Regions from separate parts of the Zea mays genome. Here region 2 is linked to region 1. The links are chromatin contacts, called in public Hi-C maps. All regions are on one chromosome and are shown on one strand. Each heading gives the region's core, a stretch centred on a gene start, on an enhancer-like site or on the middle of the called end of the contact. The rest is flanking DNA. Distances are from core to core; before and after follow the strand shown. Region 1 holds the start of LOC100283771 (antigenic determinant of rec-A protein). Region 2 has its middle 110 kb from the start of LOC100284697.

What was found. Hi-C and Micro-C count contacts between places; a contact is called where the count stands out from the background.
Region 2: a Hi-C map of tassel shows a contact between it and region 1, with 3 times the contacts expected there. The contact joins the enhancer-like site here to the promoter of LOC100283771 in region 1. A contact is called at or near these places in 2 of 25 Hi-C or Micro-C datasets (bundle sheath and tassel).

Annotation. Positions count from the first base shown.
Region 1 is chr5:80,904,877-80,910,737 of Zm-B73-REFERENCE-NAM-5.0, forward strand. It overlaps LOC100283771 (antigenic determinant of rec-A protein), which reads right to left and starts at 2,370. Exons shown (of 1, transcript NM_001156670.2): 1 at 603-2,370. The coding sequence starts at 2,156. The coding sequence ends at 882. LOC100277544 (antigenic determinant of rec-A protein, mRNA) reads left to right here and starts at 2,591. Exons shown (of 2, transcript NM_001327758.1): 1 at 2,591-5,861. The coding sequence starts at 2,622.
Region 2 is chr5:81,258,102-81,263,962 of Zm-B73-REFERENCE-NAM-5.0, forward strand. No RefSeq gene overlaps it. Among protein-coding and RNA genes, the nearest start is that of LOC100284697, 110 kb to the left of the region's middle. Within about 2 kb of position 2,745, at least 18 of the 20 cell types and tissues checked have an H3K27ac peak or open chromatin away from gene starts, as enhancers often do. A contact at or near this core is called in bundle sheath and tassel, where this site is marked.

The DNA of each region.
Region 1 (5,861 bases), core at 1,120-3,619:
TAGGGTTTGTAGGATTTTGAATCTGTAATATGTTTCACAGCTATCAATAATAAGTAAAGAAAAAAAACAGAGCCACTCAGCAAAAACTGTATATGTAAATTGATGCTTTTAATTAAGATGCTATTTTAGCATTCTTATATGCTATTATTAGGCTGAAGATAACTCCAAACTTCAGAGAGCAATATCACTTCAGTTTCAGTGATAGTGTTACATTTTACTAATCTGGAGCTTTTTAGGTGAAACCTAGGATAAAGCAAAAGTGACAAACGTGTTGTGACTTGTGAGATATTTGAACTAGGCATATTTCATCTGGAATTGCTAAACAAAGTATGTTGCATCAATAAATTAGCTAATACAATATATGCAAACTTTTGCTGCTTCTTTTAAAGCTACACTTCAGAATTTAATTGAAGAAACGGCATAGCTGTACTCAAATAACTTTCAAAAGTATACTCGGAAACGGTTGCAAATCATAAATCACATAGAAAAAAACATTGGAAAACTACTTTTACTAATTCTCAATTATGCTTTGGTGGTATTCTTTTAGTTGAGTCCTTTACCTTCATAACAACATCCAAAAATATGATAACATATCAAAATAATTGATTGGCAAATAATGCTGAAACTCATCAATACGGTTATTCTGGTCTAGTAACAAGCAAACATAAATGAGAGCATTTTCTCACAGATAGCCTTTCAGCAGTTACCGCGAACTAGAAACATCAAGATATCAAACACTGCTTCAACAGAAGATATTCCAGCACAAACAATAACAAGCACAGAAACTATTAAGAATCTAATCGACAGAGCTAGTACACTAGATCGTATAGCTTGTTTGCTTCAGTGATGATCCAGGAAAATGGAATGAATCACGTTGTATATCATGAGGATATCTTGCAAATGTCCTCGTATTCGACAGCCCTGAGAACCTTCCCATCATAGAGGCCTTTCTCAACCTGCACTTTTGCACAGAATTTCTCAGTGTCCACTGAAAGCAACCTGGCATTTGACCCCCGATAAGCCCCATTGACAATCCGCACAAGTCCACCAATCTGAGGGATCACGGTCTCAAGCTCATCTTGGTCGACCCTGAGAACATGCTTGCTCTCCAACATCTCAATCTCCCCAACATATTTATCAATAACTTTCTTCACCACCCCTTTCTGCTTGTAGTACCCCTTCTCTGCCAATGACTTGCTCATCACTTTGACCACAATCCCAGGGCACAGCCAGTAGTCCTTCCTATTGCTCCTCTCCTTGGCCTTCTCCTCCTCCTTCATCAGCTCGTCCAATGCTGACCTCTTTGCCTCTGCTGCCTTCACATCCTTTCCCATCTTCTTGGTCAACTCATTCTTCTCCTGGTCTCGGGTGCCTGAGCCATCCTCCTCATCAAAACCAAATTTCATCTTCGGCTTATCGTCAAAAGGATTAACCTTGGGCCCCGGCACAGCCTTCTGAAGCGCAATCGCAATCTTACCTGTTGCCTTATCTGCCTCTTTCGAGTCATCCTCCGGCTCCTGCTCATCATCATCCGAACCTGAATACTCTCCTTCACTGCCAGACTCAGGCTCGCCCTCGGCAGCACCACCACCATTGGGTTTAGCTAAGGACTTGTGCGCACGCTCAATCTGGCGGGCAATCATGCGCTCCTGGCGCTCGTCGTCAGCCATGTCTGACTTGATCCTCTTGCGCTTGAGGCGTTCCTTGACGGCCTGCTCCGAGTCACGGTCGATGTAGGTCATGAACCACCCCTTGGGCGTGTCCTCGACCTTACAGTACCCCTCGCGCCCCAGGAACTTGACGAACTCGGTGAGCGTGGCCCACCGCGTGGAGTTCATGTGGACGTGGTGCCGGTCGGCGATGTACTCGTTGTAGACGACGGTGGCGGCGACGCGGGAGTGGCGGTGCGCGCGGCGGATGAGGGAGAGGAAGGACTCGAGGAACTCCTCGGAGAAGCCCTCGACGACGCGGTCGGGGGCCATGCCGAACACCTGCATCTGCCTCTGGTGCGACTCCGACATGCAGTGGCACTTGAACCCGTTCTCGTCGCGGCACTGCTTCTGACACATCTGACAGTACCACCGCAGCTTCTGCAGCCCCTTCGCCTTGATCCGGTTTGCGATCGCCTTCGGCGTCAGGAACTCGTGCTTCCCCATCGTGCGGGAGAGGCCCTTGCCGCACAAGCAGGATGGGAATTACAGGTAGAAGAAGGGGGGAGCACGTTGGTCAAGGAGACGGACGCGAGGCGACGAGGAGTGGATTATTATTGTGGAGAGAGGCAGCGGCGGAGGCCGGAGAGGAGGCCGGCGACGGCGAGATTGGGGAGTGCGTGAACGGATTGGGGATCGATTGGATTGGGGCGAGGGCTTTGTTTTTTTTTGTTGCTTTTTTTGTTTTTTTATTAGACAGGCGAGGGCTTTGTTGGGACTTGGGAATAAGTCCAAGGCTAGCACCACAAATGAACGATCCGGATCGCGTAAACGATCAATCAACGGACGAGATCCAGCCACCGTGCCAGATTTTTCAACCCAACGCATGTGAAGGGCGCGCATCGTATCTTATCTTCACTCTCCGTCCACCAAAGCAAACCCTACCCGCTCCCTTCCCGCGCCGCCGCCGCCATGGACTCGATCGACGCAGATCTCGCGCGCACGCAAGAGGAGCGGCGCAGGATGGAGGAGGCGCTGGCGGCTGGCGCGCCCATGGCCGTGTCCTCCGTCACCTTCGACACCGACCTCTACGGCGGCGGGGGCGCCGACCCCAACCGCTTCGCGGGCTACGACACCTCCATCCCGGCCTCCGAGGACGACGCCGCGGAGGACGACGCGGAGGCCGCCAACCCTGCGCCGCGCCGCCTCGCGGCCTACACGGGCCACGCCATCGCCGCCGCCGACATCCCGCGGTCGGCCGACGACGACGACGGGCTGCCCAAGAGGTCCCAGCGCATCATCGACCGCGAGGACGACTACCGCCGCCGCCGCCTCAACCAGATCATCTCGCCGGAGCGCCATGACCCGTTCGCCGCTGGGGAGGCCACCCCGGACCCCTCGGTGCGGACCTACGCTGACGTCATGCGCGACGCGGCGCTGCAGAAGAAGAAGGAGGACCTGCTGAGGGAGATTGCCAAGAAGAAGAAGGAAGAGGAAGAGAAGGAGAAGGAGAGGAAGGCTGCCGCTCCTGAGCAGCCTGCCGCCACAACAAAGCGGCGCAACAGGTGGGATCAGTCGCAGGACGGCGACGCTGGTGCCGGTGCCAAGAAGGTGAAGACATCCTCGGACTGGGATGCCCCTGATGCGACTCCTGGGATTGGCCGTTGGGATGCCACCCCCGGACGTGTTGGAGACGCCACACCCTCCGTGAGAAGGAACAGATGGGATGAGACACCGACTCCAGGGAGGATGGCCGATGCTGATGCTACGCCTGCAGCTGGCGGTGCCACCCCTGGGGCTACTCCTTCTGGGGCTTGGGACGCGACTCCAAAGCTGCCTGGTGGTGTCACGCCAACCCCTGGTAAGAAGCAGAGATCAAGGTGGGATGAGACACCAGCAAGTATGGGGAGTGCAACCCCTGGTAGTCTTGGTGCTGCAACACCTGCTGGTTATACTCCTGGTCCAACGCCATTTGGTGCAGAGAACCTTGCCACACCAACTCCTAGCCAGATTGCTCGTGGACCGATCACTCCGGAGCAGTACCAGCTCATGCGGTGGGAGCGGGACATTGAGGAGAGGAACAGGCCTCTCACTGACGAGGAGCTTGATGCCATGTTCCCGCAGGAGGGCTACAAGATTCTTGAGCCCCCGGCTTCCTACCAGCCCATCAGGACCCCGGCAAGGAAGCTCCTTGCGACACCGACACCTCTGGGGACACCACTTTATGCTATTCCAGAGGAGAATCGTGGGCAGCATTTTGATGTGCCCAAGGAGCTGCCTGGTGGGTTGCCACTCATGAAGCCCGAGGATTACCAGTACTTTGGAACTTTGCTGAACGAGGAAGAGGAGGAGCAGCTATCGCCAGAGGAGCAGAAGGAGAGGAAAATCATGAAACTGTTACTCAAAGTGAAGAATGGCACACCCCCACAGCGTAAAACAGCACTTCGGCAACTGACAGACAAAGCCCGTGAATTTGGTGCAGGACCGTTGTTCAACAAAATACTGCCCTTACTCATGCAGCCAACACTGGAGGACCAGGAGAGGCATCTTTTGGTGAAGGTCATTGACAGAGTACTTTATAAGCTCGATGAGCTGGTCCGTCCTTTTGTGCACAAGATTCTTGTGGTTATTGAACCACTGTTGATTGATGAGGACTATTATGCTCGTGTTGAAGGCAGGGAGATCATCTCAAACCTTAGCAAAGCAGCTGGGCTTGCTACTATGATTGCTGCTATGCGACCCGACATCGATAACATTGATGAGTATGTGAGAAACACCACTGCTAGGGCGTTCAGTGTGGTGGCTTCTGCTTTGGGTATCCCTGCCCTTTTACCATTCTTGAAGGCTGTCTGTCAGAGTAAGAAGTCTTGGCAGGCTAGGCACACTGGTATCAAAATCGTCCAACAGATTGCTATTCTCATGGGCTGTGCTGTTTTGCCACACCTCAAGTCACTAGTTGAGATCATTGAGCATGGGCTGAGCGATGAAAACCAGAAAGTTCGTACAATTACTGCCCTTTCTCTTGCTGCACTTGCTGAGGCTGCTGCACCATATGGTATAGAAAGTTTTGATACTGTATTGAAACCTCTGTGGAAGGGTATCAGATCTCACCGTGGGAAGGTCCTTGCTGCCTTCCTAAAGGCCATTGGTTTCATCATCCCTCTTATGGATGCTCTGTATGCTAGCTACTACACAAAGGAGGTGATGCAGGTCCTCATTAGGGAGTTCCAGTCTCCAGATGAAGAAATGAAGAAAATTGTTCTCAAGGTGGTGAAACAGTGTGTCAGTACAGAGGGTGTGGAGGCTGATTATATCCGGAATGACATCCTTCCAGATTTCTTCAAGCACTTCTGGGTGAGGAGAATGGCTCTAGATCGCAGGAACTATAAGCAGCTTGTGGAAACTACAGTTGAGATGGCAAACAAGGTTGGAGTTGCTGATATTGTTGGGAGGGTTGTTGAGGATCTGAAAGATGAAAGTGAGCCCTACAGAAGAATGGTGATGGAAACAATCGAGAAGGTGGTAGCCAACTTGGGTGCATCAGATATTGATGCTCGTCTGGAGGAGCTGCTTATTGATGGTATCTTGTATGCTTTCCAAGAGCAGACTAGTGATGACGCAAATGTTATGCTAAATGGTTTTGGAGCTGTGGTTAATGCACTTGGACAGAGAGTTAAGCCCTACCTTCCTCAGATTTGTGGTACTATCAAGTGGCGATTGAACAACAAGAGTGCAAAAGTTAGGCAGCAAGCTGCTGATCTGATCTCCAGGATAGCCATAGTAATGAAGCAGTGCCAGGAGGAGCAGCTTATGGGTCACTTGGGTGTTGTGCTGTATGAGTACTTAGGAGAGGAGTATCCTGAGGTGCTTGGTTCAATTCTTGGAGCCTTGAAGGCTATCGTCAATGTCATTGGTATGACTAAAATGACTCCACCAATCAAGGATCTTCTTCCTCGTCTGACCCCCATTCTTAAGAACAGGCATGAGAAGGTCCAAGAGAACTGCATTGATCTTGTTGGTAGGATTGCTGATCGTGGAGCAGAATTTGTGCCAGCAAGGGAATGGATGAGGATTTGTTTTGAGCTGCTCGAAATGTTGAAGGCTCATAAGAAGGGTATTAGGAGAGCAACTGTGAACACATTTGGTTATATCGCAAAGGCTATAGGGCCACAGGATGTGTTGGCCACCCTGTTGAATAACTTGAAGGTGCAA
Region 2 (5,861 bases), core at 1,495-3,994, 350 kb after region 1:
CGCAGCAGCCTGAGCGGAAACGATGTGAGCAGCAGACTAGTCTATCAGCCTGACGTCGATTCCTGATCTCAGCAGCCTGGTGGTCCTTTTTTTGTCTACCCCCTGTAGCCTGACGGTGACCTCTTATTTATAGGCGCAGACGCGCTGCAGACATCGTGGCCGTGCAGTGCAGTTGGCGTGCGGCGTGCGCGGAGACGTGCAGTCAAATCGTGGTCGTGTCTTCGTGACTCGAGCGGAAGAAGGAAATATATAAATTTAAATTTTATCTGGTGTGCATGCGGGGTGGAGGATTGTGCAAAATGACAACTGCTCATTCACGTACATGAGACATGACGGATCATACGCGTGAAAATGGGTGCAAGCCGCCTGACGTGCGTTGACTGTGAGCCAACTGAACCGTGCTCTAATTTGCTTCTTCTTTCTTTTCGTTTCTTTTTTGTTTCTTTTTTATGTATTTTTGTTTTATTTCTGTTTTCTTTGGCCGCACGTATCTTATTTCCTCTTCTTTCTTTTTCTTTTTCTCTTTCTCTTTTTTTTCTTTCATTTTATTTATTTTAATATATTATATATTATTGTTATTATTATTTTAGAGAAGACTACTTTGCAGTATTTAACTATATATGTATATAAAAGTAAGTTGAAATTTTTATTGGCTCTATTTACACTTACGACGAACGGTCATTTGCATGTCATATTTCCCGCCATTTGTTTATCTAGCTAAATAAATTTGTATTTAGCCGGCGCTATATATGTCATATTCTATGGGGAATGTTTATTGGCCATATATTTACATTGGTATATTTTTTATTCCATACATATTTCAATATTTTGAAGTGCTAAACTTTTAGAGCACAAGGAGATTAGAAGCCATGGCTACTTTAAATATTCATATATTATTTATAGAACATTTGCTTATTTCATATGAATCAAAATTTAGTGGTCACATGAATCAAAGTTATTTAGCCCACATAGCATATATTTTGATGAGGCCAAAATCCATGTCAACAATAAACAAGTCTTTGTCAATTGTTTTAGTGAAGAGAGTAGGGTCAGTTTTTCTGATTTTAAAACCATTAGTGATAAGAAAGTCTCTTAGGCATTCATACCATGCTCTTGGGGCTTGTTTGAGCCCATAAAGCGCCTTTGAGAGCTTATAAACATGTGTAGGATACTCATTGTCTTCAAAGTCGGGAGGTTGCTCAACATACATCTCTTCCTTGATAAGACCATTGAGGAAGGCACTTTTCACGTCCATTTTATATAAGATAACTAAGTTAACTTAGATTATCCCCCGTTAGAATTTATCTAGCTTTATAGATTCTATCTTATCTTATCCTAACCACTTTGCTTATTCTCTCCTAGTGAAACAACCATTATCTAGTACAAATTAATTAGATCCTATTTGGTCTAATCTAGTCATGCCAAACTAATCTAGATCTTATCCAATCTAATGTGAGTCACTTAACAAGTTCACACTAGTGAAATAAACTGGATCCTACTCCTATGAACCTTGTTCTCCCCTAATGCACTTAAACCTAAACTAGTGCCTTAGACCAACTCGACCATGAACAACAACTTGAGCAACATAATAGGTTACATAACCTATCCAACCAATCTAGAAGCAAACAACCAAACCAGAATCTCACTAATCTCATTTAACTCATAGCCACCTACTAAACTAGCTGCTCTATCCACTAAAGTGTTACTTACAAATCTATCTTAACCTCTAGTCCCTAACCCGGATGAAGACACCAAAGCTCGAGAAGGAAAATATCAACCTCGTTAAGGAAGAATAGGAGTCAAGCCAGACCCCCAAAGGGAGCTAGATCCACAATCTTGGATGGAGTCTTTCCTTACCCTATTCTTTCTTACCCAAACCTATCTATGCTTTAAAGACATCTTTTATCCTACATAATAAAGTGGCTATTCCTATATATACCCATGCTGTCCTAATCACCTGATAATTTATGATATAGACTAAAAAATATCTTTTGGTATTAAAACCAATTAGAAACTGAAACATAGACTACAAACCAAACAAGTTGCATCCCCTTTCGTACAAATCTTGAGGACGAGATTATTTTTAAGGCGGTAGAATTTGTAACACCCAAAATTCTATTTTGTGATTTATAAAGGTTTCTCCAAATGAATTGAATTAAAATGTCTTCTAATAATGATTTCCTTCCTTTATAAAGTATATCTCTCTAAATGATTTAATAATAACTTGCTATTCAAAACTTAGAAAAAGTTAAATAAATCATGGTGGAGATTTTATATCTCCTAAATTAAGTAAGCAATGAATATTGAGGTTTGGACGAACCTTTAATTTAATCATACATCCAAAATAGTATTTCCTAATAATGTGTGTTCCATAAATTAAGGATTTGCCTAAACATATAAAATAAACATGACATGTACCTCATACTGGATATTTTGATTGTTGCATCTTAAAACTGAAACTTCAAATTCCCATTTGAATTATGAGTTTGAACTTGAAATTAAAAGGAGAATAGAAAATAAAACAGAAAATAAATAAAAATAGAAAAGAACCTTATCTAGGCCTCCTGGGCTGATATACCCGCATGGGTCCACTCCCCCCTTCATATGTGGACCCTAGTCCCCCACGCAGGCCCACTAATCTCCGCGGCTCGATCCCGGTTTCCCACTGCGCAGCCCACTTCTGCAACTCCCTCCCACCGCGTGCGCTCGGTCACTATCCGCAGGGCCGGTATGTCAGTTAACTCCCTAGTTCACTTATTTGTGGGCCCCTGTGGTCAGTCCCTTCTTCTCTTCATAATCTCGCACGCGCCACACCATAGCTGCCTCCCCGCTTCCTCGGGGTTCTGTTGCAACAACTCATGGATCTCGCAACCGACCTTCTCGGCTCGGACTCGCCCTCCCTCGACGCATATATGGGTCGAGCCGTGACCCCTGTGCCCAATTGTGCGTCACCATGTCTGAGAAATAGAAAGGACAGGGGACAGCCCGCCGTCATTGCGATCTGCTCCCTGGGCCGTATGTCCTTGACGGATGGCACCAGCGGGATCACTAGGGACCCTAGTACTTGGGCAAAGGAGTTGCCGACACCGGGGATCGCTGGAGTCGCGAGAATTGCTCGTTGTTGCTTAACTTCATCGACAATCCCCAGCGCGCCGTGGCCGTCAAGAATTTCCCTGTGAATTCCGGTGAGAGCCTTTTCCGCAGCTTCCCCATGTCCCCAATTCGGTATAACATTATTTTTATTAGGAAATTGAGTTCCCGGGCGGGCGGGCTGCCGTTCTAGCCATGGCGCCGTTGCGGCGCTGGCGTCTCTTCCTGCTTTCGGCTGGGGGTGTGTGTGTGAGGGAGAGGGAGATCTGACCGTTAAATCCGATCACGGAGGGACATGGATCCACCGTTGGATCGTGGTGAACGGCAGGGATTAGCTTGTCATAGGTGTCCAGCCGAAGTCGATCAGAACCGTTGATCGAAAAGCACGTGATCGAGGTTAGCTCCGGGCACTTTAAATCTGGTCCGTTGATTGCTTGTTGGGCGGTCACAATTAAATCAGAAGCGCGTCCCTCGTCTGTGTAATCAAAGCCGGTGATTGGGTGATGGACGGTCAAAACTGGGTCTCGGTTATTTAAAACACTAGGCGACGGATCTCGATCCGATGGCTACCTTTGAATACCGATTCGCATTAAGGGCAATTCTAACCTGGTCGTGGGATCTGATCTGGACGACCAGAATCATCCAATACCCCTTCGCCATGCACTTTGACATATGAGACCCTATGCTTTTCACAAACTAACATGTTGTCCTGTGCTCAGTAATGGGACCCTCGGGTTAGGTTTCGAAATTGCAAACCAGTCCCTAGAAATTTGAAGAAACGCCCCTAGAAGTAATCTTAATATAAAATTTATACTTAAAATATCCCTAAAACTTGTTTAATTCATATTTTGTTCATTTTAACTCCGATTTAGTCTGTTCTAGTTGCATTAACTTTGTAATAATATTGCATAAGCTTTTGTAACGATATTTTATCAGATAATATGTTTGTAAAAATAAATATGCATTTAACCTATGTCTAATAGATTAATCCTTCTAATCAAAGTTAATCCGTCAATAATTATAATCTGACTAAAATATGATTTCCAATTAAGATATAACTTAAATTAGTTATTTCTTTAATATCTTTTCTCACTTGATTTTTATTAATCAACATATAATATAGTGTTAGTGTTTAAACACCTTAAACTTTAGAAAACTATATCTTTTGAACCATAACCCTGATTTTAATACTTCTCGAACCTACAATCTCGTAGCATCACATAGAAGATTCTTACGCCATTTGTTCTCATGATTGTTGTATTGTTATTTTTATGTACTCTTTGTTTATTTGTATGTTTTGCTACGAGTAGCGGTGATGTCACGGGAATCTGAAGACTAACTTGGTACCTAGAATCTCGAGTCCCAGGCAAGTTGTGTCCTTGATCACTTTTTTTACCTAATAATGTTCCTGTTAATCAATGTGACATGCTCAGGTTAATTTTATGGGACCCAATAGGTTTCCCTAGCATTGTTTATCCCTTACCTTGCAAACAGAAGCACTATTGGGTAGTTTTGCTATTGCTCCACCTAGTTTTGGGAAATTAATGTTATATTATGATCATGTTCTAGTTATACTGTTGTTTTAATTATTGTTCATGAGAAGATCATTGTGTTAATTGGAACATAGAGCGACCACCCGGGAAAACAGTGCTACCACAAGGGTGGTATGGGACACCATTGCTGACTAATTAGGAAAGCTAGTGGAAGACTACCTTACCTGAAAGGGGCAAGGGCGGTAGAGGAGCTACATATAGGGAGGTTCTCGGGTCGATTATGCTGTGATGTCTTTTCGGGCGTGGGATTCCTATATTGCCCTTCTCAGAAACCGTAGCGGGTTTTCAGAAGCTAGTAGAACTTTGTAAAGGCCTCATAGTGGTACCCTGCCTCGTCTCCTCGGTAGAGATGAATGAGAAGTCGTGATCCCTTGGCAAATGGGTAACATGACTTATGAGTAAAGATGTGCAACCTCTGTAGAGTGTAAAACTGGTATATCAGTCGTGCTCATGGTCATGAGCAGCTCGGACCCTCACATGAGTAATTTATGGAACTAAACTTAATTTGTCATATGTATTGCATTGTGGGTGTTATTATTAATCTTGATCTCTTATTTATTTGGGTTGGTATCTACTTTTACTTAGTAACTGCTAATAAATTTTTGACCAACTCTAAAAGCAATGCTCAAATTTAACCATCTCCTTTGGTAAGCCTTACACTTCACATGAGCTCCCACCTTTGGTGAGTTCATGCAAATTATTCCCCACAACTTGTTGAGCGATGAACGTATGTGAGCTCACCCTTGTTGCACTCACATCCCCCAAGTCAAGAACAGGTACCACAGGATGAGGCGCATGAAGGATGCAGTGATGAGTTCGTGAGTGGTTTAGGCCGTCATCTCCCAGTCAACTTTGTGTTGCTGGATCGTTGTCTTCGTATGATGTAATTATTTAACTACTTTGTACAGAACTCCGTTATATATATTAATGATGTGACATTCGTTTCTGTAACATGAGTCATCATATGTGTGAGACTTGATACTAGCACACTTGGTGAAGTTCGTGCCCGGGTTTTGGACCCCTAAAACCCGGGTGTGACACAAGAATTTCTTTAAGGTTTCTTGGGTTTGTGATTTTTCCTGCAAAAAGAACACCCAAGTGAAGCAAGAATATTCATCCACAATTACAAGACAATATTTACTCCCGTCGATGCTTATGTAAGCAATCGGGACGAATAGATCCATGTGGAGTAGCTCAAGCGGCCTATTGGTCGTCATG